2 separate regions of the Sus scrofa genome follow, and region 2 is linked to region 1. Evidence: chromatin contacts called from public promoter capture Hi-C data. All regions are on one chromosome and are shown on one strand. The core of a region is the stretch at or near the end of the contact, and the rest is flanking DNA. Distances in the headings are between cores, read along the strand shown.

Region 1 (3,132 bases), core at 224-2,723:
ATGTAAAATTCCTGTTATTCTGGGAAAACCTATTGTTTTGATCTTGAATTGTTTTCTGATTTGGAATTATCCTTTCAAAAAACTCTTACGATATGTAGGACTAAAAAGCACTTCATGAGATGCTAAAGCTGACCCACAGGTTGAAAATGTTGACCCTATCCTGTTATTTAAATGTGAACATTTATTGTACATTCAGTGAGTTATAGTGTTAATAGTCTTGTGCTATTCAGCAGGTGTAAAAATTAATAAATATTTTTTTTTAATAAACGTCCTTCTTGTTTGTATGTGTATAAGTTACAAGTTTCTGAGATCATTACTTTTTTTTTTCCTTTTTAGGGCCCACTCGCGGCATATGGAGGTTCCCGGGCTAGGGGTCGAATTGGAGCTGTACCCGGCCTACACCACAGCCACAGCAATGCCAGGTCCAAGCTGCATCTGCGACCTACACCACAGCTCACCGCAGCACCGGATCCTTAACCCACTGAGTGAGGCCAGGGATGGAACCTGAGTCCTCATGGATCCCAGTCAAATTCGTTTCCGCTGCGCCACCACAGAAACTCTTTTTTCTTTTCTTTTCTTTTTTTTAATATTACAACTTACATTGTTTTGACTGGGGTTCCCTCTGGTGTTGTCAGAGATGTAAGGTTGGGGAGTTTAGGGATGACAACTATGGAATGATGTTTCCAGGCCCTTTTACTTGGTGGTTTCTAATTCGAGATCCCTCCCAACAACGTAACAGGAACTAGAATGGCTTCATTTGGAAACCACTATTTTCCAACCAGGGAGGAACTCTAGTTTGGCCCGCCAGCCTCTCTGAAATATTTCCATCCAATCGGGAGAACCGAGGATGGTCTTTGCACGACTGGTTGAAAGTAGCTGTGGAATAAGAAGTTTGAAACTATTCTAAATAAAACCTAGTGAAGAAGAAGAAAGGGATCCAGATTCTTAATAAGAGGAAGGTTATTGAGTGTGATTTAAAATTATTTCTTCGACGTGCGTACTTCCCGGACGTCAAGGGTCTAGGGACCTGAGAGAGAGGTGGGGCCGTGCACGCTGCGGGATGAGGGGGATAGAAGTAAGGTGGAGGGGCACGGGCTCCGATCCGCGTTATCCTCATTGAAACTTAGAAATCGCAAATTGGGAACAAACAGTGCACGCAGCTGAGGTACAAAGATGCTGAATGAAAAGTGCTCAGCATAGTTCCTGGAGCAGGGTATGCGCTCTGCAAACGTTAGCTAATAAAACTGCATTCATTCACTCACGGGCTCCGGAACCTCAATTCGGGAGGTAAGACACTAGAACCTCAATTCGGGAGGTAAGACACTAGAAGCTTCTAAACTAGCGAAGTCCAACCAGCAGAGCTCAAGCCGAAGTGCCACGCCCAGCAGCTAGGGCTCGAGGAGCTCCAGGCTTCGCCCTGCCCCGCCCCGCCCCGCCCCCGGCGCTTCGAGGCCCCGCCTAGCGCAGCCCCGCCCCTTCCGCCGCCTGAGCCCGGAGCGTGCACGCACCGAGACGCCTTGCGGGAGCGAGCGCGTCCGGGAGCCCGCGGGCCGAGAAACGCAGCGGGTCTGGAGACCCGCGCCCGCGGCGCAGGTGAGGGCAGGCCAGGGGCGGCGAAAGGGTTAAAGTGTTGCCGGGGAGCGGAAAGAGGGAGCGGACGGCTGGGTCTCCGAGGGTCGCTGCTCCTGTGGGCACCGGGCAGGGGAGCGGGCGTGTATGGGAGCCGGGCGGCCCGGGTAGGTGGGGGTTAGGGTTAGGCACGGCGTGGGGGAGGGGTCGTGGCAGCGGAGGTGCACTTTGGGGGGGAGGGACCCGTGCCTTGGGCTGGAGCGGAGCCGCTAGGGAGGGTTTGCAGCAGGGGCTACGGATTTGGAGTGGGCGGTTGCTCCGGAAGCAGCCTAGGGTTTAGCGTCTGTATTGGGGAGGATTCTGGAGGGAAGGTTGTCCGAGGTGCAGAGTCCTTCCTGGTCTAGTAGAGAGCTCCAGGAGCCCACAAGACTTAGAAATCCTTGGCTTCCGGGGTTCCAACCCTTTGGCAGCTGCCTGCTTTTTGTATTTTGAGATTCTCTTCAGAATAGTACCGGGGCAAAGGTTGCCACTCGATTAGAGTAAATTTAGCTACCCATTCACCGTAATTGAAGAAACTTGTGAACAAGTGTGAAACAGGTGAACCTCCTAAGAGTCAGAACACTGCTTTGCAGCTGTTAGCCTGTTCTTTGCCAGTTCTCTTAAGAGGACTTTATTCTGAGCGTCAGGTTGCATCTACATTTTGTTTCTTTTCAAAAGTTTTATGAACGTTGATGCCATGTGCTCTTCTCACCTGCTTCAGTTATTTAGGCACCAGGAGTGTTAGTTCACCAAGAGCTGAAGGGTACTGGGCACAGTTAATTGGAGACCACACAGCTGCTTTGAACACTGTCTTTCCACCGCATCTTTACATAGATAGATCTGGCATCATCTCTTCCAGATATCTTGAACTAGTTAGTGGAAAGGTGCTTATTTTAGCAGTAGTATTACAAGTCTGCTCCTTATCACTAGAGAGCTTCAGAGTGAGAAGTCATTACATGACTACATGAAGTTATATAAATGCATCCATCTGGAGATTATTCATTTCAGGATTCCAGGATTGGAAATAACAGGGAAGAGGACCTCACCCAACTCCCCTTCATCTTATAGATAAGGAACTTGATAGCCAGTCAGTTAAGATTTGCCCAGAGTCATTGAGATTAGGCTAGAAGTTTGGTATTTAACTGTTAAATCTATCTTTTTCTTTCCATTTGGTAGGAATCAGAGCTAGAGAATGGATTTAGCAGATGTTTGTAGAGTGATTGAGTTCAGCCTGCCTATGGGCTTGTTAACTTGTTCACTCCTGTGACCTCAGCTTTGCACCTGATTCCATCCATCATCAGTCTTATGATGAAAGAAAAAGTTTCCCACATACTTTTCTAAAGGTAGCCAGCAGTGTTCAGTTATTACTGGAAGGAGAAAAATAGTATTATATTTACATGGTTATAAATATCAGCCCGACCAGCTGAAGGAGGCTTGGGCACTGACTTTGCTGGCTGTCCTGGTCAGGTGTGTGGAGACTCTAAAGTTTGTATGGACTAGTAAAGTCATGTTAAGATACTTCTT
Region 2 (3,132 bases), core at 274-2,773, 360 kb before region 1:
GTGTGCGAGAAATGGGCCCACTACCAGCTCAGCTCCCTCACCAAGAGAAAGCGCCTGGGGTGTTCCGGTTCAACCCCGCTACAGAAACCACTCGAGAAAACAGGAGTTTCTTTCGGTTTTAGTTCAAAGAAAACAAAAAAAGACAAGAAGCGTGAACCATGCCCAGAAATGTTTGTCAGGGCTAACGGGAAGGCGGCTTTGGACGGGTAGAGGAAAAGCGAATTGGCCAGGGTCTGGGCGGTGTGTATCGGTAAATCAGCACGTGTGCACAGACGCAAAGATGCACGAGCGGTGTCAAAACCCGCGGGTGTCAGGAGGCCGAGTCGCCCACAGTTCAAGCCCCGAACTGGGAGCGGCCTTTTCTGCGGCTGCGCAATACCCGTGTCTCCCCGCTCGCGCCCCGCCCCCGAGCTCGCTCCGCCCCGCCCACTTGCCCTCCCCTTCCCCAGCCCGGCCGCCCGCGCAGAGCATTGTGGGACACAAACAAAGTGCCCCCAAACAGGCTGGAGTGAGCCGAGCGGCAACAGCGGCGGCGCCGTCCCGCACGCGCGCGGCGGCGGCTCCCTCCCAACCTCCCCCTCCCCTCCCCTCACTCCCCTTCCCCTTCCCCACCCCGACCCGCCAGGAAAACGCGAGCCGTCGCCGCGCTCCCCAAACCGCTTGCCCTCGGCCAACCGCCCCCAACGGCCGCTCGCGCGGCTCGCGGGGCCCCCTCGCTCCTCCCCTCAGGCCCTCGGCGCTCTTCCCTCCCGCCGCCTCTCGCCCCCCACCTCGCAGGCACGCCGCTGCTCGGGGCCGCCATGCCCCAGCCGCAGGCCGTCCACGGGCCTAGGCGCGGCGGCCCGAGATAGGGTCCCCTCCGCCTCCCGGGGGAGGAGAGAGGCTGCGAGCCGCGCGCTCCGCCCCCTCCCCCGGGCCGCCGCCGCCGCCGCCACCTCGCCGCCACAGCCTGGAGGGGAGGAGGAGGAGGAGCAGCAGGCCTCCGGGCCCTGGCACCGCCGCCCGCAGGTAACGAAGAGGGAAGGGGAGGGCGGGGGCCGGCCCTTTTTCGCCGCGCGCGCCCGCCGAGGGCTGCCACCGTGCGTCTCCCATCTGGGCGCTGGACGGTAAGGAACCGGGAGAACCCTATCGGGTGCTCTCAATGGTATCTAATCCTTTAGGGAGGAGACTGAACCTGGGCCCTGACGTCCAGGAGAAATTGCCCCGATCTCCCAGGGCGCCCCCAGTGTGCACGCGCGTGTGCCCAGCACCCTAACCCCGAGGAGGCGGGGTGTCAGCGTCCCACCTGGTCGTGCCGGGAGCCCGAGATCCGACTGTTCCCTCCTCTCCCCTGCTTCTTTTTCTGATAGTGGGGAAAAAAAGGGCGACACTTATTTAAAAAACAAAACAAAAAAACCCACGTTTTTTTCTTCCCTACCTGAGGATGGGTCTGCTTCTAGTCATTTTCTGCTGGCCTAGCCGGAAAAGGGTTACCTGCGAGTGACATGACGAGTTACGTTAGCACTGATGAAAGGAAACTGCATGCTTGTGAGTTGTATGATGCTTAACTAGAATTTAGGATAAAGCCCAAAAATTGTGTGCTTTATTGGAACTTATAGAAATGAAGACAAAAACTTCGTTTTTTTAAGAAAACGTATAAGTAGATTATCAGTTGGTCAGGAAGAAAGTCTCTAACTTCCACTTATTTTCTTAATGTTTTATTCGGATAGAGGCTAATACCAAAAGCAGACTTCACAATTTGATAGATACGAATGGTTTGGGTAGGTAGATTTTTTTGCCTAGAGGGTCTCAGTTGGAATTACTGGATTTTAAAAAATATTATATAAATCTTCATTATGCATTTACTTACCCCCGTCACTTCGCTTTAACTGCCAATGGACTTTTAATTTTACCTAATGTATCTTTATCGTGGAATGTGGCGATAATGAAAGGAATGTTTTCCTATAGCCCTGTATTTTAGAATGATAGCATTAAATAGGCAAACCAGGTTTACTTTTTCTGTGCTACACTACTAGGCATTTTACACATGTGATCTGATTTGATTCTTAGAACAACCTAATGACTTAGACATTATTACTTGAGTTTTATAGATGAGACAGAAACTTAAGTAATTTTAAGTAACTTTGCCTTAGGCCACACAACTAGTTAGTAATAGAAGTGAAATTTGTCCCCAGATATAATTCCATTGTAGAAATGTTTTCTACTGTGCCTCTCAGTATAGGAATACTTTTAAAAAACTTAATGTGAAAAATACCAGTCTCTCGGAAATTAAGGGAAAATGTAGTGAATACTCCAATACTTAGATTCAGTGATTAGCATTTTTGTGGTATTGACCCCCCCACCTCTCTTCCCTTTCTGTGTGTCTCTCTAACTATTTGAAAGTAAATTGCAAACACCAAGACACTCCAGTATTTCCCCAAGTGTTTCCCAAAACTATGGACATTCTACTAATCCCTACATAGCATTAACACCTTTCTAAATTAACAGTCCATATGCAAATTTCCATAGTACTCCAAGGTCGTTTTGGGAAATCCCAAGCGGTATTCAGTCAAGATTCCTGAGTTGCATTTGTTAATTACCCACTTAGTTCCTTTTTGAAAAATCCTGTGTCCTCCTCTCCTTTTTTTCCTGATACTTAATTGATGAAACCGGTTGTCTTAGAGAATTCTCCCACTTACATTAGGCTTGTCTGTTTCCTGGTGGGGTCATTTAATTTATTCCTCTCTCCCTCTGAATTTCCTGTTACTGAAAGTTAGGTCTAAAGAAACCTAACTGATTAGCTTGAGGAAAACTTTCTTTGGAAAGATTATTTTATAGATGATGCGGTGTATTTCATGTTACATCATATAGGAGGTATTTAATGTCATTGCTACACTATTACGAATACTAAATGTGGCCACTTGATCAAAGTGGTGACTATCAGATCTATTAAAGTGTGGTTTGCCTGTTTATGATTTGTATGTGATTTGGGGGTAGTACTTTGACACCAAGCAAATAATCCTGTTCCTGCCTACCTTTTGCTCAGTGATTTTGAGCAGCTGTCTTGAATCAGTTGTTTTATTGGAGATGCTCTGGCAGGGAGGTTTCCTTCAGAACTAGAGGTGAACTAAAATGCCTCCTAAAAATGCAGCT

What was found. Promoter capture Hi-C pulls out the DNA fragments that hold promoters and counts their contacts.
Region 2: a contact with region 1 is called in a promoter capture Hi-C map of fetal liver, with 3 times the contacts expected there. The contact joins the promoter of LOC102165987 here to the promoter of NFRKB in region 1. A contact is called at or near these places in 2 of 5 promoter capture datasets (fetal liver and liver), 1 of 47 Hi-C or Micro-C datasets (blood) and 1 of 2 datasets of contacts at active chromatin or transcription factors (alveolar macrophages).

The regions. Positions count from the first base shown.
Region 1 is chr9:56,654,409-56,657,540 of Sscrofa11.1, reverse strand. It overlaps NFRKB (nuclear factor related to kappa-B-binding protein), which reads left to right and starts at 1,473. Exons shown (of 26, transcript XM_021063150.1): 1 at 1,473-1,593. It overlaps PRDM10 (PR domain zinc finger protein 10), which reads left to right. Exons shown (of 22, transcript XM_013979568.2): 22 at 1-271.
Region 2 is chr9:57,015,172-57,018,303 of Sscrofa11.1, reverse strand. It overlaps LOC102165987 (proline-rich protein 18-like), which reads right to left and starts at 1,523. Exons shown (of 3, transcript XM_021063955.1): 1 at 1,497-1,523; 2 at 771-1,099. The coding sequence starts at 1,523. The region is part of intron 1 of ZBTB44 (zinc finger and BTB domain-containing protein 44); the gene reads left to right.